Regions from separate parts of the Mus musculus genome. Here regions 1, 3, 4, 5, 6 and 7 are each linked to region 2. A link is a contact called in public HiChIP or PLAC-seq data. All regions are on one chromosome and are shown on one strand. The core of a region is the stretch at or near the end of the contact, and the rest is flanking DNA. Distances in the headings are between cores, read along the strand shown.

Region 1 (3,414 bases), core at 797-3,296, 450 kb before region 2:
TAGTCCCCCCCAGGAGTTACACAGGCGAAGGAAACAAGTGACTCCAGTAAATTGTCCCCTGACCTCAGCAAACATTCATGTGAATAAAATGTGATAGAAAGTATTTGTTAAATATTTAATAGGTCCATACAGTGGGAAACAATTCAGCCACAGAAAGTAATAGAGTAGGGGCACATGCTACACAGCACGGATGAGCCTTAAATGAGTTAACTAGAACAGGCGCACACACAGGCTGTAAGCAGAAGCTAACGGACAGGGAGGAGGAAAGCGGGTGGGCTCTGGCTTTACCTTTAAGGTGGTGAAAAGCCGTGGAACTAGATAATGGTGATAGTTGCATAACGCTGTATACAGTTAAAAGGGGAGTCACCCACCCACCCACGCATGCACGCACGCAAGCACACACAGCAGCTGGCTTTCACATTCATCCCCTTTCTGCTCTCTCCCAGGAAAAACAAAGGGTAAATAAATAAACTGAGGCCGCCAACCTTCGGGAAATAAAAAGTACCTCTCCAAATCTCTGGCCCAACTCTCCAGTGAGGACATGGGACCACACACCTGTGACCCCAGCACTGGGGAGCTGGAAGCACAGCACCCAGATTGCAACTAAGAGCCTGCTGGAGCTACCAAAGACCTACCCCCAACAAAAACCTAACGACCAAAAAGGTAGGGCAGACGATCCTATCAGACCCTCTGGTGACTAGAGCATAGACTCATGCCCAGTCCCCACAGCCTGGGTAGAGTTCTCCACAGCCTGCACGCTATAAAAGTGCCGGCCTGAGCCGGGCAGTGGTGGCACACGCCTTCAATCCCAGCACTTGGGTTCAGAGGCAGGTGGATCTCTGGGTGTTCCAGGATCACCAGAGCTGTATAGAGAAACCCTGTCTCGAAAAAGCAAAGAGTTCAAGACTGGCCTGGCCGAGGAAACCAAAAGAGAGAAGAACCAGAAATTACTGCAACTCTGCTCAAGAACATACCCAGGGCTGGACCCACAGGGCTGTGCACACCTGTGATCTAATCCTAGGTACGTGGAAGCAAGAGGGTTAGGAACTCAAGATCATCTTCTACTATATAGTCAATTCTAGGCGGGCCTGGGCTATCTGAGGACCTGTTTCAAGATGCCAGCTTAGTTGCACACATCCCTTTTACCCCAGCACTTAGGAAGCAGACACAGTCTGGATCTTTGTGAGACCAGCCTGGTCTACACAGCCGAGACAGTCAGAAGTACGTAAATGAGACCCTGTCTCCTGACACAAACAAAGGACCGAAAAGGAACATGAGGTTGGGACGCAGAAAGAAAAAAGAAAAGACCTTAGGAGAGATCTAAAATGTATGAACAGTCAGGTTAAAATTCGACACCGGTGCAATGGACGGAATGGTAAAATCTAATTAGTATTTGGTCCAGGAGGCGCGAAGCGCACACCGCAGGACTACACTTCACTCTACACAGCGGGGAGCACCAAAGTTCGCCGGGCTGACTGCATCGGGTCCCCCCGGCTGCATCCAAAAAAGCTCCAGCGGGCCAGCTTTGGTACCGTCCTGCGTGCCGGGCTGGGGGCGAAGGCAACTAACACGGGATAACAAGCTGGTGGCAGGGTGTGCAGGCCAGGGACTCGCTACCGGGCCCGCGCCCATCGCCGCACCTACAACACCTGTGCCCCAGAAGGGAGCGCCCCGGGGATGGCGCCTGCGTGGGTGCGCCTCGACGGGTGGCAGGAGACCCCGGAACCCAACACGCAGGGGTCCGGGGCGAAGGGGAACCAGAGTGCCCGGGCACACGAGACAACTGGACTCAGGGCGCCGGGGCGCGCGCGGCCTGGCAACGCGAAGGGCGTCACGCGCGTCGTGGCCAGTTGGCGGTTCCCACTTGGGGCCATCCCTGCAACCTACATCCCGGCCCGCCCTGAGACAGTCCCTAGTACCCGAGAGGAGTCCGCAGCGCCCACCCGCCTACTCGTCCCCTACAGCCCGCTGGCCGCAGCTCACCTGCCTCGCGCCGCCGCCTCAGGCCTCGTCCGCACCGCCCAGGCCCGGGACCGAAGACTCCCCACATCTACAGCCAATCGCGCGCCGCGCCGGGATCGGAGGCGGGAGCGACGCGAACGTCCGTCAATCCCAAGCGCGCCTGCTGAAGCTCCAGGCCAATGGGGAGGCCGCTGACCCGCCACGGCCCTGCGGGGGGCGGGGAAAGGGCGGGACGTGTGGCGTCAGTGGGCGGAGCGGGCGCGCTGGGACTTGAGGGGCCGCACCTAGGGAGGCTGCTCCTCTCCGGTGGCGTTAGAATTAGGATTCTGTGCAGAGGCGCACGCGCGCGCTGAGTTCCAGGCAGGGCTTCAGTGGGCCCAGAAGATCCGACTCCTGCTGAAGGAGCAGTGGGCTCCCAAACACATCCTCTTCTCAGTTGTCCCCGCGTAGCGTTTGCAGGAAACCTCCGACGCCCTGCCCTGCCCTGCCCTGCGGGCTGGAAGCCAGAGCCTTTTCTCCTGGGGACTCCACCCACCAGGCCCTCTCTCACTTGCGCAGTTTTGCAAAACCTTGAATTGCATTTGTTTTGTTTATAGGCAGGGTTTTATTCTGTAACCTTGACTGCCCTAAAACTCTACTGTAGACCAGACTGGCGTTGAACTCGCAGAGATAAGCCAGCCTCTGCGAAGCAGGACTTACAGGCGTGTGCCACCACGCCCCTCTTGGTTTTTCCTTTTTTAACTGTCTCACTGTGGCCTAGAATTCACGACATAGCCCTGACTGACCTCCAGTTTGCCACAATCCTCCTGCTTTATCCTCCCAAGCACTGAGATTACTACCATATGCCACAGGCAGCTGGCTAGCTTTCACTCTTTTCTAAAAGTGTGTTTGTGTGTATGTCTGTTTAAGTGGATGATGAATGTGTGTGTGTGTGTGTGTGTGTGTGTGTGTGTGTGTGTGCCTACAAAGGTCTCAAATGCCCCAGAGCTGCCAAAAGGGGATGCTGGCAACCAAACTACAGTCCCCGAATGACCAGCAAGTGCTCTTAATGGCTGAGCCATCCTTCCAGACCTTGGCTTTTACATTTTAAAAAAATTAATTAATTTTTTTTTTTTTTTTTTTTAGAGAGGGTCTCCATGTAGTCCTGGCTGCCCTGGAACTTGCTATGTAGCTCTGCCTGCCTCCACTGGGACCAGTAGCACTTACCACCATGCCTGGCTGGTTTTACACTTTTTAGAAAGGGTCTGGAGCTGGGAAGATGGATTAGTTAGTAAAATGTTTGCACTGTAAGCGTAAAGACCTGAATTCAATCTCAGAATACGAATTTAAAAAAACCAAAAGCCTAGTGCTGTATGTTTGTCATCTCAGTGCTGGAAAGCAGAGACTGGAATCCCTGGAGCTTGCTGGCCACCAAACTAACTTAACTTGATGGGAACCAACCCAATGAGAGAT
Region 2 (3,141 bases), core at 376-2,875:
GTGACTGCATTTAAAAGACTTATTAGGTACATTCAGGCCTTCTGGAGACGTCCACCCTGAACAGCTCACCCCATCGCTCTCAGAGCCAGAAGCCCAACCCCTCCCAGGGGAAGGCTGCTCCCACTCTCCCTGGCTGGCTCTCCAACATATTCATTCATCTGCTTCCTCAGCCATCGCCAGGGCTGGCCAGCATGCTTCCTTGTAGGTGGAGCACTGGGCTCTCCTGGCTTCTGGTGGGCCGCCAGCTTCCCACACCAGGGCACTGGGAGCTTCCCAAACCGTTCTCCCTAGAATCATTGTGAAGACAAAGGCAAGAGGCACATCTGCCCCGCCCACCAGGGATCCCTACCAGCCTCTTCTAAGGGTCCCCCAAAGGTACACAAAATGCCTGGCGTGTGAAATAGCTTTCTAGTGGGGTGTCTTTATTCCCGAAGGGTCGGACGCGCTAGCCCCACCCCAAACCTCCTCTTCTCTGCTCACCAGTCAGGATTCTCTGCTGCCTTGGGGTTAAACCTGATGTCGCTGTTCACATTAAACAGGACGTCGTCCTCTGTCAGAGGAGGCACAGCCCCCTGGTAGAGAGGGTGCTCAAACAACTTGGCTAAGAGCGATCCGTCCCCGCTGGGGCCAGGGGGCGGTACCCGCGGTCGGGGCCCCGGGTCTCGAAGCAGCGGCCGATGCGCTGGGTCACGGGGTGGCGGGGAACGGGGCTCCTGACCCCGCGGAGCGTGATCCACCGGCTCTGCTGCAGAAGGCAGCTTCTCCAAGGAGTGGGAGGTTAGGTTAGAGGCTGGATCTGAGCTGAAGTCTTGCAGGATGCGCAGTGTGTGTTTGTTGGGCCAGCCTGCGTCGCCACCGGCGGACTCCCCCGGTCTGCTCCTTGCCTGGGCCCAGCCTGGACCAGCTGCCTCTGCTGCCGGCTGAGCGCAGGAGCAACCGGGCTCCCCGGAGGATCGCGTGGCGCGTCGGTCCAGCTTGGGTAGCAGGTCAACAGCAATGTGCAAAGCGCAAGCCAGTAGGAATACTACCAGGATGAGCACGCGAAACCTGCGCACCAGTATCATCTTCATGGCCGCGCAGGCCAGCGGGCTGGGGGGTTCGGGACGCGCGCTCCACCGGTGCCCCTCAGCTTGGCACCAAGCCCGCAACGACCCGCGGGTCAAGGTCCATTCAGTGTACTAGCAGCTAGCAGCTCGGGGGCTGTCCCCAGACTTGGACGTCGTGAAGGACAACCGCCACCAAAGCACCAGCTCTCCAGGCCATTTCGGGGGGCGGCCAGCGGCCCTCGTCGGTGGAGCGGGTGGCAGTGGTGACAGGGAACGCAGGGGCGTACGAGGGTCTCCGGGACGGCGACCACACTCAGCGGGCGTGTAAGCAGAAGGCGCGGCTGTTCATCCCGTCCAAGGCGCGACAGATCCGATCCAGAGCGCGGTGCTCCCGCTGGGCCATGCCGGGTCCTGGGCAGGCGACAAAGCGGCTCCTCTGTTCTGTCAGGCTGAGGCTGGGAGACCGGGCTGGAGAGACAGAGGCGAGAAGGGGAGCGCGAGGGGGCGCGCAGGGAGAGGCGACGATCTGGCAGGTGCAGCAGGCCGACCCGGAGCGCAGCGCCCGCACCGCCTAGCTCCAGGCGCCCCGCGCCCGGCCCGCTGATATCCGAGCGCGCCGGAGCCGCCCCCCGCGTCAGCGCCCGCAGATTGGCGGAGCCGTGGCCCCGCGAGGCCCGGCCGGCCCGGCGCTAGCCCGCGCTCCCCTCTCTCCTCCCCCTTGGCCGCGCCCCGCGGTGTCGCCGCGCCTCCTCCGCGCTGAGCCGGGAGCCAGAGAGGCCCGGCTGGGAACCCGCAGGCAGCGGTGGCTTCGGCCCTGTGCGCGCGGCTCTCGGCCTGGTAGCCTGCGTCCCTGAAGCTCCACGCGCCGCCAGTTGCAGCCGCACAGCTCCTCCCCGGCGAGTGGAGGCCAGAAAACAGGCCAAGTCCCTCCCCGAAGCCCGCGGGGCGTCTGCGCGGCCGGACAAGCTCCTCTCCGGGCGGTGTCCTGGCACCTCGGGTACCCGCAGCCCACTAGGTGGAGGACGAAGAGACGACGTTGCCACGCGGCGGAGAGAACGGCGGAGGAGCGCGTTGGGCCCCCGATCCGATGGGACTCCAGAAGCTCGGCAAGGCTGCCGGGCCCACCCCACCCCAGGGGACACGCCTGCGCCTTAACCCTGGCGGCGCCGCGCGGAGCCTGGCTGAGTGGCGCGGATGCGCGGGCGGTGGGCGGGGCGCGTCTCGCTGCCTGCCCTCTGGGATGCTAAATCGGGGTGCACAGTAAAAAGAGATCTGCTTTCACCACGTGGCTTCATTTGTGGCCACAGGGCTTCTGGATCCCCAACCCCTAGTAGGAAGTAGGAATCTCTGGGAATTTCTGCTAAAATTCTGGGAAGGTAAGCGTGAGAGGGTCAGCCACAGATCCACAAGCTGAGCAGACCTCAGGGCTTCAAGCACCTGCAGATTTCCACAGCAGCCCAAGCCAACTGCTGTGTAAGGGACTGAGGGGCGGAGTCTGTGCTCTACGGAGCCCCTCTTTGTCATGCTCTCTTGGCTGTGCTCCCCGGCCCTGGAATGCTCTCAGCTCGAGTTCTCTATGAATCAAGTGCACAACTCATGTTCTTTCTGAAGATTCAGCGACAAGTCTGTGTTAGTTGACGTTCAGTAGACACCCACTAGCTGCTTGTTAGGGACGAAGAGAGTCGCAGCCAGCTAGCTGGTCAGCAAAGGTGCCTCCTAGGCCTTTAGAAAGGAAGAGAGGGTGGAGTTCCACACTCCTGTAACAGGAGCTGATGCCTGTGTTGGGCAGCATAGTGGAAACCCAAGAGTGCAGTGGGTGGGGTCTTAATAGAGGTGCACTCCCCAAGAAGGTATGGCTTACATCATGAAAACTGAGGCATTCTGCATTCATCCGGCCCTCCCACTCACACAGACAATGAGTTTGTGTGTGGAGATGGTGGGCCTGAGGTGGGAGTAGGACGGAAGCACCCACAACCTGGGACCTCTGGAGAGAGACGAATGTCATCAGGGTAGAGTCACCTGCTCCTGGGAGCATCAGTTCGTGGGGCTTCCCATTGTCTCCTGGTGTCCTGGACAGTCCGTTCATCACAACTGT
Region 3 (3,021 bases), core at 474-2,973, 420 kb before region 2:
TGGAATACCTGATCCCCTGCTTCCACTTCCTGAGTGCTGGGATTACAGGCGTACACCACCACTCTGAGTGCTGGGATTGCAGGCGTACACCACCACTCAGTGCTGGGATTACAGGCGTACACCACCTCTCTGAGTGCTGGGGTTGCAGGCGTACACCACCTCTCTGAGTGCTGGGATTGCAGGCGTACACCACCACTCTGAGTGCTGGGATTGCAGGCGTACACCACCTCTCTGAGTGCTGGGGTTGCAGGCGTACACCACCTCTCTGAGTGCTGGGATTGCAGGCGTACACCACCACTCTGAGTGCTGGGATTGCAGGCGTACACCACCACTCTGAGTTTATGCAGTGTTGGAGAAGGAATACAAGGCTTCCTGTGAGCTAGAGAAACACTCTACCAGCTAAGCCACATTCCTAGGCCGTAGGCCCCGATCTTGTTTCTTAACTTTGCATTACATTTCATTTATCTATTGCACTCGTGTACTACACGTCCACAGTGCACACACGGAAGTCAGAGGACAACTTGCAGGAGTTGGTTTCCTTCTACCATGTGGGCCCTGAGGCCTGAACTCAGGTAGTCAGGTCTGGAAGCAAATGCCTTTACTCACTGGGCTCCAGTCCAGAATTTACACCAAATTTTACTTCAAGGCTACCACAAGCACTGAAGCAAAGGCCCCCTGCAAAGGCAGTGGCTTCGGTAGAGCTTTCTGTAGTCCCCTCCAACTCTCTCACAGGCATCTCCATAGCTCAGGCAAGAGTGCAAGGAAGGGGTGGGGAGTGGGAGTCTCCGGTTGTGTGGTAGGTGGATGTGGTGGTGCTACCACTCTGGCTTGCTGAGAGAGCCTTCTCTAAGAATCCTGACTCCCTGCCAGAGATGACATCCTTAGACTGAGTCTTGACTGGACAACCAACCTTTCATTCTACCATTCTGTGATTATAAATCAAAACCAAATAATATTTTGTACTGACTAGTTTTATGTTAACTTGACACAAACTAGACTCAGCTGAGAGACTAATTCTAAGGGGACCACGACTGAAAAACTGCCTCTCTAAGATCTAGCTGTAGGCAAGCCTGCAGGGCATTTTCTTAATTAGTGGTTGAGATGGGAGGAACCTGCCCATTGTGGGTGGTGCTACCACAGGGCTCCTGTGCTATAAAACAGCAGGCAGAGCAAGCCAATAAGTAGTTAGTAGGCAGCCCTCTTCAGTGGCATCTACATTAGCTCCAGCTTTCTGTCCTGACTTCTCTCAGTGGACCGTGTACAAGTGAAATAAACTCCTTAAATCTCTTTTGATTATGGTGTTCCGTCATGGCAATAGAACACTAAGACAATGCTATTTTCAAACTGTCCCTACCCAAACAGTAGCAATCTCTCACTCAGTAAGTCATCTGCATAATTGGATTCTCTAGACTGACCTGATCCCTGGAGAGGTCTGAAGTGTGTCACTGGGAACCTGGCCCAAACCTGGCAGCTGTGTTTGTGGGTCAGGGGTGGCAGTGTTCCTCAGCATACTGGGTGTGTAGAAAAGGCTACAGTCTGGTGGCAGCTCAGCCATTCTCTCACTCCACTCCTGTGTACACGCCTGCCCGAAGGCCTGTTGCCAAGACGCTCATTAATACCTTTTTATGGTCCCTTTTCAGCCCTGAGGTTTTTTAGATCGCAGGAAACAGAATTTCCTGCAGCGTGTGAGAGGCTGGCAGTCAGCCCCACATTAAGAGTGCACTCGAAGGAGAAAGGTTAGAATGAGAAACTCATAGGGAACTTTATAGTTTGCTTACCACACTTCACAGTGACAGGTTTTTTGATTTTGGGGGTGGGGGATGGGGTGAGGTGGGGGGAGGTGGCATCCCAGGAGCTCGCACAGGGCTTAAGTTCTCAGGTCTCCATCTGCAAGACCCAGGATGCCAAGGGTCAGGATTGGAAGGTCCCAGAGTGATTTGAATCTTAGTCTGTTCAATGAACCAAGGAGAGGGAGGGGTGTGTGTGTGTGTGTGTGTGTGTGTGTGTGTGTGTGTGTGCGTGTCTCCTCGCTCTACCCTCCTCTCCAGGATGAGCTGCTGTGTGTGTGTGTGTGTGTGTGTGTCCTCGCTCTACCCTCCTCTCCAGGATGAGCTGCTGTGTGTGTGTGTGTGTGTGTGTGTGTGTGTCTTGGCTTGCTTCCCTCCTCCCCTGAGAGCCTGTTCTTTCCTAAGCTCTTTGTTCCACTTTCCCTTTACTTCAAAGCCATAAAATCTGAGGCTCTTAGGTTGCAGAGCTGCCCCTGAGCTTTTCTGAGATAACAGACTACCCTTAAGCCTTCACCATCAATGCTAATTTAGTCAGGTCTGTTAGGTCTGAAAGGTGCCAAAAGCCTTTTAAAACAGAACAGCCGAAACAGAAGCCATTAATAGTTAATGCGCCCTAAAACTTTCTCACTCGATGGAATTTTAATGACTCCTCTAAAGTGACTTTGATTTACTGTCTGTGTCTCTGTGGTATACTCACCAAGATCACTGTTTACCTAGTGGGGTGGATTCTAGAGATACAGACCACCAAGAAGCCCGGACTTTAGACCTTGGGGGCCCTGCCCAGGGGGTCGTGGGAAGACCCATCCAACACATACGTGGGCTGTACACAGACCTGAGGGTCGACCTACCCCTGAGAATCGACAGTGTCCTTAGGCCTCAGCAGCATCATGGACAGGATAGAGAAGAGCTTCAGGCGCATGTGTGGGTCTGTGGAGGGCTGGAGACAGGCCCTGAGGGTGGGGATCACATGCTGCAGCGCTTCTCCCACAGCCGGGCCTAGGAAAGAGAACAGGGGCTGCAGCAGGCCACCGATGGCTTCCCAGGCCTCACTGCTGGGGTAGGAGCCCTGCAAGCCACAGGCCATGGCTCGCCTTCCTGACATGCTGCTCTCCCAACTGCTGAGGACACTAACAAACTCCAGCATCGCCCTCCCTATGTGACCAAGACACAAATCCAGCTTCTCTTTACAACTTCTAAATTATTCTAAATTATTTTTTTTTGAAAGATACCCCAG
Region 4 (3,120 bases), core at 340-2,839, 490 kb after region 2:
CACTTCAACCGTAGTCTGTGGGCGCGGATAGAACAGTATGGCAGGAGTCGACTGCAACGTGCTGTGGCTGAGCTCCGGGCTCGAAGAGAAGCTCTGGCTAAACGTTGCTTGGTGGGAGGTGAGGCTTTAGACCCCAAATACATCGCTGATGCAAAGCTCCGTCCTTTACAGTTTGGTTCAGCTAAGGTATTGGGCTATGTACTTCAGAGTGGACTAAACCAGAAAGACAAAGAGGAATGTGAACGCTTGGCTACTCCAGAGCTACAGTATAAGGATAAACTTGATGCTAAGCAGTTTCCTCCTACAGTCTCCTCGCCTCTCAAGACCTCAAGGCTACTGTCCCCATAGGTATCAGACTACAAATTAGGACATATGCGACGGGTGGAGGACCTCTAGGTGCGTATGTATTTCCCTTGGAAGGAACAGGAAGTTTGCTCTAAGATGAGACTGTTGTTGTCTGGACTTCCTCTAGAAATCCCAGCAGAATCTGTTGCCTCCCCCAACCCCTAACTTTGCCACTTCAAGCCTCAAGACAGATTCATGTAGCAGTTCCTCAAAACCCCCTGGAGGGGCAAAAGATGACAGCGACACAGAGAAAGTTTGGGGCATGATATATGTCCATTTCTCTACGAAATATTTGTTATGGAGCTGTGCTAATTTCACTATCAAAATATTTGTTGGATGAATAAATGCTACGAAACGTTTACTTATTTTTTAAAAGGTTATTAGACTTATTTTATTTTATGTGTATGAGTGTTTTGCCTACATGTGTAAATGTACCTGGTGTCCACAGATCTCCTGGAACTGGAGTTACCAAATATTGTGAGCCACCATGTGGGTGTTGAGACCCAACCCCTGGTCCCCTGCAAGAACAGCAAGGGCTCTTAACCAAAGAGCCATCTCCCCTGCCCCCAGTTCTTTGTTCTATGTAGGGCTCTAAAAGGAGAAGTGATGGAGAATCTTTTATTGGACAGAAATTAGGCTAAGTAATGGGGTCTTTCTTTTCTTTCAGTATTCCCTCAATGCTGGGGATACAGCTGTTGGTAAAACGACTGGCTAGCATGAGGTTGAGGCTCAGGCATTCCAGTAACACACATACACACACACATCACCAATAATAACAACAACAACAACAAAATATCAGAAAAAAAAAAGGCAGCGGTGTGGCTCAGTTTGCAGAATGCTTACCTAGCATTCATGAAGCCCTGGGCTCAACGCCCAGCCCTGCATAAGTCAGACCTGATGGCACATACCTGTAATGCCAGCGCTCCGGAGAATGGAGGCAAAAGGAGCAAAAATTTGAATTCATCCTCAGCTTTAGAGGAAGTTTAAGGCCAGCTCGGGCTACAAGAAATGCTGTCATAAAAGGGAAGAAGCGTGGGAGAGAGGGAACAGAAAGAGAAAGTCAGGGAAGAAAGCAAGAGAGAGAGGGAAGAAGAGAAAGAAAGGAAAGGAGGGAGGCGGAGACAAATAAAAATAAATTCTACCCAAAGAAGCCAGTCTAGCATCCTTAAAGGTTCCTCAGCAGCCCGCACTCACCCCTCGACTCAGCCAAGAAGCCTCGGAGGCCACGCCCCCTTCCTTCCGCTTCCGCTTTCTCTCCAGTCATTCAGCGCCCGCACTCCTGGTCTGGCGCTGCTGGGTCTAGGTTCCGGGTTCGTTTCTCTGGTTTCCGGGCCAGGCTGGTGTGTCCCGCTGCCTGCCGGGCGGAGCCGCGGTCCTCCGGTGTCTGGACTCGCAGGCCGAGCTCCCCCGGTCCCGTGGCTCCCTGCCGGCCCGGTCTCGGGTCGCATCGTCCTCCCCACCCAATGGAGTCCCAATGCGACTACTCGATGTACTTTCCGGCTGTGCCGCTACCGCCACGCGCCGAGCTGGCCGGGGACCCGGGCCGGTACCGGGCGCTGCCCCGGCGCAACCATCTGTACCTGGGGGAGACAGTCCGCTTTCTGCTGGTGCTGCGCTGCCGAGGCAGCGTGGGGGCTGGCGTTGGGGGCGGCGCGGGCTTGGCATCCCGAGGGGCCTGGACCGAGCTGGCGACCTCCCTGGCCGCCCTGGCCTCGGTCAGCGCAGGAGGAGCGCTGCCAGGGTGCGGCAGCGCCGGCGACCAGGATGCTGACCCCCCGGGGGGAGGGGACCCGGGGGGCGGGGGTTTGTTTCGAGGTTGCAGCCCCCTTCTCACCCACGGCCAGGGCCCTGCTACCTCAGGGGGCGCGACCACGGTGAGGATCTCTGGGTGACAAGGGCTGAGGGGAGGTTTGCTGGAAGCTAGAAAGATAGTTTGGAGCATGGATTCCTTAGGGACCTGATGTAGGAGGCAGATGACAGCATTGTCCTGTCCTGCAGAGGAACCTAAGACGGGAGGCATATGATTTCAAGAAGGGGTGGGCATAAAGACTTGCTCTGTCTTGCAGAAACGTTAAAGGAGCCTGAATCTTTGCCGCCATCCTGACATTTTCACCCCTTTCATATAACCCCTAGCTGCCTGTGGAAGAACCGATTGTGTCCACAGATGAAGTCATCTTCCCACTCACCGTTTCACTGGATAGACTGCCCCCAGGGACACCCAAGGCCAAGGTAGGATAACAGAGCTGAGGCTGTTGCCCTATAATTCAGATGACATTTTAAGACCCCTCGTGATCATGGTCCGATGGCTCCTGTACCTAGATTGTAGTGACCGTGTGGAAGCGGGAGGTCGAGGCACCAGAAGTCAGAGATCAAGGCTACCTGCGCTTGCTACAGACTCGATCTCCTGGGGAGACTTTCCGTGGAGAACAGAGCGCCTTCAAGGCCCAAGGTGGGGGAGAGGGGGAAAGCTGGAGCTCGGAGAGGAGTAGATTAGAGGGTGCCACACTGTGATGTGGAGGTCTTGATTTCCTGCCACATCCTTTCTCTGCAGTGAGCACCCTATTGACGCTGCTGCCCCCTCCAGTTCTGAAATGCCGGCAGTTCACTGTGGCTGGAAAGCACTTGACCGTGCTCAAGGGTGAGCAGATCTGCTGGCGCAAGGCTTGACTAGCAGCAAGGGAATGGGTCCAGTATGTTAGGTAAAGGTGGAGTTGGGGTAGGAGGGTTCTCACTACTCTGAGCTGGGCTTGTTCCCGCACAGTGCTGAATAGCTCT
Region 5 (3,092 bases), core at 526-3,025, 400 kb before region 2:
CTCCCCCTTCACTTGTTTCCTCCCTTGGAGACAGAGCCTGCCTACCACCAGTCCTTTCTCTTTAGGGGACATTACCATAAGCCACAACAGTCTAAGGTCTGAGACAGGCCTGTGCTCTGAAAGCCAGTGAGTGCTCTGTCTACATCTGGAGGGCTCCTGTCTGCCCCCCACCAGCATGGAGACCACCCCAGCACCGGACTTCCACTTCCGTTCTGTCCTTCCCGGCAAGGCCCTAAGCACTAGGCCCTGCACTGAAATTCTCTCAGTGGATGAGCACATGAGGACACTTCTATTAACAGAAGCACATGGTTTCAGGACTGTCAAGCAGAAAACTCCCAGTACCTGAGGGACGTCATCGAAGAGTCTTTGAGCAAAGTGGGAAAGGACATCATCCACCGAGTTCCCACTGCCAAACTGGATCACAGTGCCCGTGGCTTCGATAACGGCTACCCGGACCTTCCAGTGCTGGTGGGAGATGGTCTGCATCAGGGGGCCTATCAAGGACTCCGATTGCATGTGGAAGTGCTCTGTGGGATTAGGGAGGCTGCTGGTTATGCGATACAGCTGCATGGGGCCCTGTTCTGTGGCTACCATCAAACCTTCCTCTGGCCTCTGCTAGCCTCAGCTCCCACTTTTTCTCTCCAATGGTGCTGGGAGCTGCTTATGCTCCAGGCATCCGGAGGGATATATACACCTATTTCACAAAGTTGGCTCCCCCCTACCCCCGGGAAGACTTTAAACACTAGGTAGGGCCTCTTAACTTTTCCAAACTCTAGTCTAGAAGGAAAAAAGGGAAAAAGCCCTGATCAAGCAGGGCTGTAGATAGAGGGTAGAAATAAACGAGAAGCAGCCTCCCTTCATCCAGGAAGTTAGTGACCCGTGTCAGAGACAGAGAAGACACTGGAGTAAAGAAACTGAGTTGAGTTGTCCTTTCCCACATGAGTCCCATAACCCAGCATAAAAATGATCATGAAATGGGTGTGACACAGGTCTGAGAGTCTAGCACTTTAGGCTGAAGTAGAAGCAGCGTTATGTTTGACACCAGCCAGGGCTACATGGTGAGATCTCTTGTCTCGTGCCCCCTCCCATCGGAAATGACCTTACGAAGGAACCAGCCCACTTTAGTTCAGTTTCTGGACATCTAGGTAACCAGGGAAGCGGATAGGACGCTCACCCGGAGTGGCACGGGCCAGAGCGGCTGCGCACTCGCAGCCCTCCCGGCGCACCGCAGCGAAGGGGTCGAGCAGCGCGGCCCGCAAGGCGCGCACGGCGTCGTCCAGGTGGGGCGCGAGCGCGGCGCCGCCCAGGTCTACGGCGAGGTGGAGCAGCTGCACGAGGGCGAGACGCAGCTCCTCGCAGGGCTCCGGCGGCGGCCGCGCGAGTTCAGGTCGGGCCAGGCGTGCGCTGAGCGCCGGCAGCAGACGCGGCAGAGCGTCGCGGGGCCGCGCGGCGCGGCGCAGGCCAAGGTCGAGCAGGTGAGCGGCCAGCGCGCGGCAGCCCTCGGCCGGATCGCTTAGAAGCCGCAGCAGGCGCGGCAGCAGCAGACGGGCCCAGGGGCCCTGGAAGGCCGCGGAATCCGCGCCGGGCCGCACCGCCTCTTCCAGTACCTGCTCCAGAGCCTCCAGAGCGCGCCGCCGCCCCAGCTTACTTTCCGTCTCCAGCCCCGGTAGCAGGCGGCTTAGCGCGCGGGTCAGTTCCGCGGCTTCAGCCGCCTCGGTTAAGCCCGGGGCCGCGGCCACCTCCGCCTCCGCCGGCGCCGCCATCTTGAGCGCGTTGCCTGTCTCCAAGGGAACCGGCGCTAGTACGATGGTCCGAGCACGCTTTACGGCAAGACTTCCGGCTGCCTGGGTTGCTCGAGGCTGAGTGTGCGCCCCTTAGGAGTGATGCTGGGGGAGGGGCAGGGAGTAAGGGAGAGGCGGGGCCAGGGAAGTGGGCGGGCAAAGGGCTTAGAGGGCGGAGTGACGGGCAGGAGGACGAGAGAGGCTAAGAGAAGCAAGTGTAATTGGCTAGGTCCGGGAGTCTGGGGTGGGGCGCGAACCTTGAGGGCGAGGCAGAAGACAGCAAGCTCGGCAAGGGCCTTGGGCGAAAGAGGTAGTGGGCGGTACGAGGGGGTTGGTAGGCGGGACACGGGCCTCTTGGGTAGGGGCTTAGTGTAAAGAGAGGGGAATAAGGGATAATGGGAGGGGAAAGAACCAAATAGGCGGGGTGTGGACTTCGGGAGCATTGCAGGAGGTGGCAGGCGGAGCCCTGGTTTTGTGGGCGGGGCGAAGAATAAGGGTCTACGGGAAGGAGGCGGGGCAAGGAGTAGTGGGTTGGATGGGGGGGTAGGTGGGCGGGGCATGGGCCGCGCAGCTGGCTGACAAGTTTCAATAATAGGTGGGGTGCAGGTTTGGGGAAGGGACATAAAGCTCGAGGGAGGGGTGGGGGTCTGAGTAAGGTGAAGCGTGAGGATTGAGGTGCCTGAGACAAGGGCTGACAGGTGGGACGCAGGCCTTAGGGCGTGGCAAATGGCTAGGGGCGAGGCCAAGAGTGGGGCTGTCCTGTGCCTGAGTCTGGAACTTGGCCTGAGTGGCCAAGCTTCTGCAAGCCTGCACCTTCAGGTTCCTTTCCTCAGGGGCAGCTTAAGCTGAGGTTCTTTCTAATGGTGTAGATATGGCTGATCCTTACTGGGTTCCTCAGAGGTCATGAAGAAGTCAAGTGTGAATCTGCCACACGGTCTGACCTCAGTTTAGACATGAGGTATGCTCGATGGCTGGAAGTGTTTTTTTAGGGGGTCAGAGATGGTATTGTCAGTGGTCAGGACCCCCCACTGGGCACTTCCTAGGCCTGACTCAGTGCTGCATGACTTGGGCATCCAAACGAGTCACATCTGAGAACAGGCTTATAATGTTAGGGGTTGGGTTTTGTAACAAATTTGGCCTTTTTTTGTTGTTGACATTAGTTTTGTGGGAAATTGGTGTGAACCCTTAGGTGTTTTGAATGTGGCGTGGAAGCTTTAGGGGAACCATGTAAAATTGCTTAGGGTGGCAAAAGAGTTGTGAAGAGAGGTGACTGGCCAAGCAAAGGCTTGGTGTTAGAGGTGTCATGGACTC
Region 6 (3,386 bases), core at 837-3,336, 410 kb after region 2:
CAGAGCTTTGGCCTAGGCATTTGTAAATATATTTAAGTCTCAGAGCTGTTATTCTGGAAGCTTGAGGCCATGAGAGAAAACACCCTACAATTTGCATCTGAGTGGCCAGTGGGGAGTCTGGTTCCCTGATCATAAAAGGAAAGCTGAAGGAGCAAGTATTGGAGCTGGAAAAGGCCTCCCTCTGCCCTCTCCTCTCTGCTTCTGAACATGAGTTCAGTGGAAGAGGGTTCCAGGACTCCACCCCAGCTATACAGAGAGTCCATCATGAGGAGACCAGGTCAGATAACAGGGATTGAAGGCCCAGAAGAGCTGGGGCTTCTTATGGCCCTCAGCAAGACCTACAGGTTCAGGACATTCCACCCCAGCCTGGGTCTCAGGCCCAGTCTCTTTTGGCTCTAAGCTGGTTCCTTTTTCCCAAGGTACTGAACCTGCCTTTAACATTTCTAAAGAAGCCAAGGCTAAAGTCCCAAACAGAAGGACCACTTTATGGACATTGGTAAAGAAATCATCTGGGTGTTTGGAAATGTGTGCAAAAACAGGATGTAACTGAACCTTTGTCGTACTCTTCGGCTCACACTTGTGTCCATTTATGCACACTCAATAACCACATCCTGGCTAGCAGGGTTTGATGACACTGATCAGAAGCTTAAGAATAGAGCAAGATTCATGAAGAAGCCTGGTGCCCAGGTTGAAGACATCAGTAGATAGATGTTCCAAAGGCCTGTAGTGGACCAAGGGTACCTGTCATTGAACTTCTAAGCATTTTTCCAGGGTACTGTGCTCCAGACAGTCGGTGGAAGTTGGGAAGAGTGTGGGGAAGTTTCACTCATGCCAGAGCATACAGTCCATTCTCCATGGAGATGAAGCTGCTGTGTGTAGAGGCCAAGTGGGGAGGCTGAGGAGACAGGCATGGGGTTGGTGTGGGTCACTAGTGGGGAGCAATGTGCCCTGAGGCATGTGTTGGTCAGAATGGACTACAGCCTCATACAGAGCTGCTAAACAGGGTGGCTGGAGGTTGGGGAAGGTATTGGGATGGTGGATCCACCCCAGTGGCCAGGGATGGTCTTGGTGGGCTGTAGGGCATGAAGGAGAGTCAGATAAGACCCCAAGTCCCTGTCCAGCTGTGGACCCCTGGTATCCTGCTCCAAACATCCTCCTTCAAGCCTTACCTGAGTCTCCACCTGTGCCTGGGTGCTAGTGAGAGATGGCTGAGATTTACTCAAACACCTGTAAGACAGAAGAGGCAGAGTTAGGGGCAGAAGGCACCTAACCAAGTGGTGTGTGGATATTACTGAACCCAATCTCACCAATGCCTCTGCTGCCACCGGAGACATAGTATAAAGATGAAACCAAACAGGAAAACTCCTGAGGTTCCCAAGATCCTCACCAGGTCTGCTTGAAGATTGAGGGCTGGAGTTGGGGCAGAGAGTCCTAGACACAGAGAAAAGTGTCAGATGGGCAGCCAGTGTTAAGATCCTCCCCGTCTCCCGCCTCTCCCCAGACATACCTGGATCTGATCTATGCAGGTCTCTACAGGCAACCCTGGAACCATGAGGAAAGGTAACAAACTCGCAGCAGAATGTGGTGTTGGCTAGAGAGCTTCTTGCTTTGGATTGTCCCATGGTCAGAGTGACAGAGACGCTGTTTGGGGTTTCCCAGTGGGCCTGCCTGGCAGGAGCCCACTGCTGGGTACCAAATTCTGGATGTAACACAGCTAGTTTGGTCCTTCCAGCGTCAACAAATCCTTCACAGCTCACTGTTACCAGGGAGATGAGGCTATATCCTAAGACCCCACAGTGAACTGAGAAAGACGAGAGGTTGGTGGCCTCCATCTGGACTTGCACCCACACCTCAGGGCTTGCTGAGGAATGAAAACAGGAAGGTCAGTGCCTGTGTGTCCATACTGTCCACCCCCATGGCCCTACACTGCTCTGGCCTCTCCACTCACCTTCAGAGACACAGAGGGTCAGCAATGTTGAGAATAGAACCAGGGTCTGCATCTGGCCCATATTTGTTGCATGGGCAGCCTGTGTGTTGCCTGTTCTCATGGCTGGAGGTTTTCACATTGTCAGCAGTTAGAGGCACTGTGGTAACTTCCCACAACCTAGCCTTATTTCCTTTTTGCAGGCCTCAGTGGTAGTGAACTCAGGGTAATGGGTTGTCCCTCTTAAAGTTACAGTACCAGGCTTTGCTTGCTACTTCCTAGATCTGCAGTAGTAGTGAGGAAAGCTGCAGAGGTCGCTGAGGTCAATCGTCTCTTTGCCTCAGAGAGAGGAGGGTCCATGGCTGCCCCTGAGGAACTTAGCCCTTATCCCATTCAGCCCTACACAGCTAAGGGGCAGGGAATGGAACAACTGGAGATTGCAAGATCCTAAAATCAGGAAAGCCATTGTGGAGGCAGTCAGGAGCCAACCTGAGTGACCCAGCACACCCCAAGGTGTGTTCTCAGTATTACATACTAGTAGTCCCTGGTTTGAATCTGCAATTCACCATCCCTTCCCAGCTCCTGTCCCATGTCCACCTGGAAACAGGCAATTCTGCCCAATGGCTACCCAGCAAAAGCTTGTCTCTGCCCCACCCGGTGTGAGGCAGGTGCCTGGCAGCGCAGCATCATCTAAAGAGGACTGCTCACAGCCCTACCCCCACTTCTCCCTTTCCCACTCTCTCAGTTCCCATGTGTTCCTGGCAGGCCTCTCTTGCTCTCTTTCTCTCTTCCTGTCTTTCTCTGTCCTATCCTTTCTCTGCCTCTACCTCTTTCCAGGTTCCCACTCCCATCTCCACAATAAATCTTTATACAGGCATGCTGCATGGTGTGATTCCTCAGAGGAACATCTCGGCACTGTCCTGCCAAGTATTACTCCTACCATGTTATACCACAATTTATATTTTATATTTCATAACACTAATAAGAGTGGTCTTCACTTGTCCCATTCAGAGCTCTGCTTGTTAGCACATTAACTTCAAACTGCTTAGCCCTGAAGCTGTTTGTTCATCTCCATCCTGCTGACTCCCATTCTGACCAACTGATTTCTCTCTGCCTCCCTTACCACCATCTACCTATTAATGTCATCTGCTGGGAAGAGCAAAATAACAAATTGGCTTGCTGATCACCCCACATCAACCTTGGCTTCACTGCAGCAGCCCAGGTGACCCTCAAAACACACGGATCATTCCTTTGCTTGCTCTTCCTTATTTCTCTAGGAACCAAAACATTGAAGTTTCTCTCAGACCTGCTTCTGTTCTTAACTCTCCCCACCCCCATGTGTCATATTGCTATGTGACATATTGCTTTATTGAATTGGGAAGTCCCAAGGGCAGGTTGGCCCTTGCCCATGAATTGTGTCATGGAGGCAGTCACTGTCCCCACCAAATTGTTTTTTCTTTCC
Region 7 (3,372 bases), core at 407-2,906, 470 kb after region 2:
CAGCATTTCTGATACTGTCATATGGCCCCACATACACTACAACCATGCTAGAAAACAACAGAGAGGAAAGCTGCTGGGGATGCAGAAGGAGCTCCCAAGTTCAGACCTCTCACCAACGGCACTCACCACTCTGCAGTTCCCTGTGAGTCTCTGTCATCACAGGGTAGGATGGAGGAGGAACAAGGAGACAAGGCCATCTGTGCACGTCTCACAGACTTTTGAAGTGGGGAAGACTCACTGCCTGAGGAAGAGCCATGGTGCTGGGTAGAAGGTGACCACAGAGTAGGCATGTTAATCCAGCTGTAGGAAAAAAGGAAAGAGTTCCTACTACTACTATATCCCTCTATAGACCATCATCTTTCTCTCCCAGAATGTGGTCTCAGTACTATGGGATAGAGCACCAAAACCAATAGTCAACCTAACCACATCGAGGTATTATGGTCACTACTGCTATAAGGGCTTGCAAACAGAAACCTGAAACTAGGAGTGATGCTGTAGGCTTGTAATTGCAGCTACCTGGGAGGCTAAGGCAGGTTGCTCATCAAATTCAAAGTCAGCCTGGAACTCCAGAGTAGCCTGTAGCCTGAGCAACTTAGTGAGACCTTATTCAAAATAAACAGTAAAAAAGAGGCCTGGGGGTTATAGCTGAGCAGTAGATGTTCCAAGACTCTGGGCAGCACCCAACTTTCAGTATGGCTAAATAAATTAAGGCCACAGGACCTGGGTCCAATCTTCAGTATAGGTAAATTAATTAAAATAAATAAATAAATAACACCAGAGGATCTGGGGCCAATCTTCAGTATAGGTAAATTAATTTAATAAGGCCAGAGGATCTGGGGCCAATCTTCAATATAGGTAAACAAACAAGGCCAGAGGGTTTACACAGAGCAGTTTCTGAGCAGCTTCTGGCACAAATCCCTCTTAGAGGAATCAGAGAGGGGTACACTGGCTGAGGCTCAGCTGCTAAAACCGAACCAGCAAAGCACCTCAGATTTCCATTTCTGAAACTCATTGTCTGACTCTACAGGAAATGGGAGGCTATTCGTGATCCGGAAGCAGAGGTGTCATTTGAGTTAAGCCACAAACATTCCAACGAGTAAAGCGCGTTCTCTACTTCCAGAAAGCGCGCTGCATAAGGTTGACCCCAAGCTTATTTGGGCTGTGGGGGAGGAGGGAGCAGGGTGTCTTCCGTTTATGAGGCTGCTTATCTCTCTGAATCAGAAGATGGGGTTTCCGGGCCCGGCGTGGTGGCGCACGCCTTTAATCCCAGCACTCGGGAGGCAGAGGCAGGTGGATTTCTGAGTTTGAGGCCAGCCTGGTCTACAGAGTGAGTTCCAGGACAGCCAGGGCTACACAGAGAAACCCTGTCTCGAAAAAAAAAAAAAGGGTTTCCGGCCTCCATAGCGGACACGAGACAGAGCTACAGACCTCAGTGGAGACAGGGGGTTGGAACGCTGCCTATTTATGGGTCCAAAGGGGCAACCTCACAGTTTGAACTTGGAAGAATGACCTTTAGATGAACACGGCTGAAGAAAGGTCACCACCTCAGAGGTCCTTTCAGGTCTCAGTGGACATCCCACCTCGGTCGCGAGACGCCCGCCGCAGCTGCTCTTCTTCCTCTGGTGGCGGGCGGTTAAGCCTTAGAAAAAAACGCGGGAAGGCACGGGATAAGCCGTGCGCAGGCGCGAGATTAACTGGTCTTCGCGCGGCTGAGAAGTGTCGCGAGACTTGGCGCAGCGCGAGCTCGTGCTAACCACGTTCCTGCCTCTCAGCGCGCTTGGCTTCGAGCAGCCGCCAGGCATGTAGCTGTGCAGTCCTGTCACGTGGGCTCCAGCGCGTGCGGAGTCGCTCCATCCTGGTCACGCCTCCTTTACTCCTATGTCCCCTTCCATTGGCTGAGCGTTTGCTGCTGCCTTCAGTCCGGCTCTTCAATTGCAATTGGCTCAGTTTCACCCAAACCCCGCCTTTCGAGCAAAATACCACGCCCCTTCTCAAGACCACAACCCCTACCCCTGCCAGCCTCCGCCGTGCGGGCCGTGTTCCGCCCCTGCCGAGTTGCCGTTCCACATTGGCTTCACGGCTACCCTGTCCCCGCCCCTGGGGCCGGCTTCTTCTTATCATTGGCGGGCTACCGCTTCGGGCCCCGCCCCCTGTCCCGCTCCCCGGCTCCCATTGTCTCCGCAGATGCCTCCTGGTCCTGCTACGGTGCTGGGGTTGTTCAGTTTTAGGGGACACGCTCCTATTCTTTTCTTCGAGACGTCCCGCGGCCGAGAACGGGGTTCTAGAGTTCCGCGGACTCTTCTTTCCTCCTTAGGACCCACTTTGCCCCGTCCCAGGGAGGAGAGCACCTATGTCTGCGCTGCGACCTCTCCTGCTTTTGCTGCTCCATCTGTGTCCGGGTCTAGGGCCGGGACATGGGAGTGAGGCAAAGGTCGTCCGGAGTTGTGCAGAGACTCGGCAGGTGCTGGGGGCCCGGGGATATAGCTTAAACCTAATCCCTCCCTCCCTCATCTCAGGTGAGAAGAAAGAGGGAAGAGTCGGGGTGGGAAGGGGCGGGGACGGGTCCTCCCCATCTCACAATAACTCTTTCCTTTCAGTGACCATTATGATGATTGTTTCATCTGTTGAGCATCTTTCTTCTCCAGTAACTTCCTTCCCGGGATCACAATAAACCTGCTGCTCATATAATAACTCTCATTCAGTCCCCACCCAAGGAATTCCCTTCTCTGTAATTAGCACACCCGTTAGTGTCTTTCTAACAGCCAGAAATCGCCTTGCAATTCCTGTGAGCTTCTATGACAATACTTTCTTGCTTACCAAGTAGCCCCACCCCTACAAATCCCGTTCTTCATTCCATAGTTGTCCCATAAGTCCCTGGAGGAGTGGGTTGTGCAGTGTTGGGGAGGGTTACCTGAAGACCCTCTGGTCACTAATATGGCCCTCAAAGCAGCTGTTCAATAGATGATCCCATTACAAATAGGAGTGAAGCTGAGATGGGTGAGGGACAATAAAAGAGGGTTCAGGTAGGGCTGAAGGGGCAAACAAAGGAAAAAGCAACCGGGCAGGTGGAAGACAAAAATCAGCCCCCAGAGATAGGCGAGGGATGAAAGGAGATTCCTAATATCCCTTCTTGCCATCCAGTCCTCCTCCCTGTCTCCTCTGCGCAGGTGAGCACCTTCAAGTCTGTCCTCAGGAGTACACCTGCTGTTCCAGTGAGACAGAGCAGAAGTTGATCAGGGATGCTGAAGTCACATTCCGTGGCCTGGTAGAGGACAGTGGCTCTTTCCTGATTCACACACTGGCTGCCCGGCATAGAAAGTTTAATGGTGAGGACCTTTGGGGGGTTCCCAGATGTGCTTCACACCTCTTTGT

Evidence for each region. HiChIP or PLAC-seq counts read pairs in DNA pulled down with a chosen protein or histone mark.
Region 1: an H3K4me3 HiChIP or PLAC-seq map of forebrain shows a contact between it and region 2, with 5 times the contacts expected there. The contact joins the promoter of Sun1 here to the promoter of Fam20c in region 2. A contact is called at or near these places in 2 of 39 promoter capture datasets (embryonic stem cells and neural stem cells), 15 of 115 datasets of contacts at active chromatin or transcription factors (astrocytes, bone marrow-derived dendritic cells, bone marrow-derived macrophages and 11 more) and 2 of 9 other capture datasets (adipose tissue and embryonic stem cells).
Region 3: a contact with region 2 is called in an H3K4me3 HiChIP or PLAC-seq map of stem cell-derived neural progenitor cells, with 2.1 times the contacts expected there. The contact joins the enhancer-like site here to the promoter of Fam20c in region 2. A contact is called at or near these places in 6 of 39 promoter capture datasets (the 3T3-L1 cell line, embryonic stem cells, hippocampal neurons and 1 more), 1 of 15 datasets of contacts at CTCF or cohesin (the NIH/3T3 cell line), 3 of 484 Hi-C or Micro-C datasets (the HL-1 cell line and nephron progenitors) and 13 of 115 datasets of contacts at active chromatin or transcription factors (SST interneurons, bone marrow-derived dendritic cells, bone marrow-derived macrophages and 10 more).
Region 4: a contact with region 2 is called in an H3K27ac HiChIP or PLAC-seq map of bone marrow-derived dendritic cells, with 6 times the contacts expected there. The contact joins the promoter of Map11 here to the promoter of Fam20c in region 2. A contact is called at or near these places in 2 of 39 promoter capture datasets (embryonic stem cells and neural stem cells), 2 of 484 Hi-C or Micro-C datasets (both in embryonic stem cells), 12 of 115 datasets of contacts at active chromatin or transcription factors (bone marrow-derived dendritic cells, bone marrow-derived macrophages, embryonic forebrain and 5 more) and 1 of 9 other capture datasets (macrophages).
Region 5: an H3K4me3 HiChIP or PLAC-seq map of embryonic stem cells shows a contact between it and region 2, with 14 read pairs. The contact joins the promoter of Dnaaf5 here to the promoter of Fam20c in region 2. A contact is called at or near these places in 9 of 39 promoter capture datasets (the 3T3-L1 cell line, 3T3-L1-derived adipocytes, cranial neural crest and 4 more), 3 of 484 Hi-C or Micro-C datasets (embryonic stem cells and nephron progenitors), 11 of 115 datasets of contacts at active chromatin or transcription factors (the NIH/3T3 cell line, astrocytes, bone marrow-derived dendritic cells and 7 more) and 2 of 9 other capture datasets (adipose tissue and embryonic stem cells).
Region 6: a contact with region 2 is called in an H3K4me3 HiChIP or PLAC-seq map of bone marrow-derived macrophages, with 4 times the contacts expected there. The contact joins the promoter of Pvrig here to the promoter of Fam20c in region 2. A contact is called at or near these places in 6 of 39 promoter capture datasets (the HPC-7 cell line, cranial neural crest, frontonasal cranial neural crest and 2 more) and 2 of 115 datasets of contacts at active chromatin or transcription factors (both in bone marrow-derived macrophages).
Region 7: an H3K4me3 HiChIP or PLAC-seq map of forebrain shows a contact between it and region 2, with 4 times the contacts expected there. The contact joins the promoter of Stag3 here to the promoter of Fam20c in region 2. A contact is called at or near these places in 4 of 39 promoter capture datasets (the 3T3-L1 cell line, hippocampal neurons, liver and 1 more), 3 of 484 Hi-C or Micro-C datasets (all in embryonic stem cells), 11 of 115 datasets of contacts at active chromatin or transcription factors (astrocytes, bone marrow-derived macrophages, embryonic forebrain and 5 more) and 1 of 9 other capture datasets (liver).

Annotation. Positions count from the first base shown.
Region 1 is chr5:139,199,269-139,202,682 of GRCm38.p6, reverse strand. Sun1 (Sad1 and UNC84 domain containing 1) reads right to left here and starts at 2,046. Exons shown (of 23, transcript NM_024451.2): 1 at 1,984-2,046.
Region 2 is chr5:138,753,565-138,756,705 of GRCm38.p6, reverse strand. Fam20c (family with sequence similarity 20, member C) reads right to left here and starts at 1,625. Exons shown (of 10, transcript NM_030565.6): 1 at 481-1,625. The coding sequence starts at 1,070.
Region 3 is chr5:139,173,888-139,176,908 of GRCm38.p6, reverse strand. Dnaaf5 (dynein, axonemal assembly factor 5) reads right to left here. Exons shown (of 13, transcript NM_001081265.2): 9 at 2,636-2,783. Among named protein-coding and RNA genes, the nearest start is that of Dnaaf5, 25 kb to the right of the region's middle. Within about 2 kb of position 1,723, at least 89 of the 459 cell types and tissues checked have an H3K27ac peak or open chromatin away from gene starts, as enhancers often do. A contact at or near this core is called in nephron progenitors and stem cell-derived neural progenitor cells, where this site is marked.
Region 4 is chr5:138,262,521-138,265,640 of GRCm38.p6, reverse strand. Map11 (microtubule associated protein 11) reads left to right here and starts at 1,589. Exons shown (of 11, transcript NM_153161.3): 1 at 1,589-2,219; 2 at 2,479-2,574; 3 at 2,665-2,794; 4 at 2,897-2,983; 5 at 3,107-3,120. The coding sequence starts at 1,809. Gal3st4 (galactose-3-O-sulfotransferase 4) reads left to right here. Exons shown (of 4, transcript NM_001347507.1): 4 at 1-720. The coding sequence ends at 348. 6330418K02Rik (RIKEN cDNA 6330418K02 gene) reads right to left here and starts at 1,596. Exons shown (of 3, transcript NR_045821.1): 1 at 1,540-1,596.
Region 5 is chr5:139,148,918-139,152,009 of GRCm38.p6, reverse strand. Dnaaf5 (dynein, axonemal assembly factor 5) reads right to left here and starts at 1,775. Exons shown (of 13, transcript NM_001081265.2): 1 at 1,175-1,775; 2 at 343-527. The coding sequence starts at 1,763. It also overlaps a transcript of Prkar1b not described here.
Region 6 is chr5:138,340,631-138,344,016 of GRCm38.p6, reverse strand. It overlaps Pvrig (poliovirus receptor related immunoglobulin domain containing), which reads right to left and starts at 2,086. Exons shown (of 5, transcript NM_001378438.1): 1 at 1,949-2,086; 2 at 1,508-1,861; 3 at 1,308-1,431; 4 at 1,170-1,227. The coding sequence starts at 2,048.
Region 7 is chr5:138,278,793-138,282,164 of GRCm38.p6, reverse strand. It overlaps Stag3 (stromal antigen 3), which reads right to left and starts at 1,656. Exons shown (of 34, transcript NM_016964.2): 1 at 1,511-1,656; 2 at 127-300. The coding sequence starts at 290. It overlaps Gpc2 (glypican 2 (cerebroglycan)), which reads left to right and starts at 2,228. Exons shown (of 10, transcript NM_172412.2): 1 at 2,228-2,516; 2 at 3,168-3,326. The coding sequence starts at 2,351.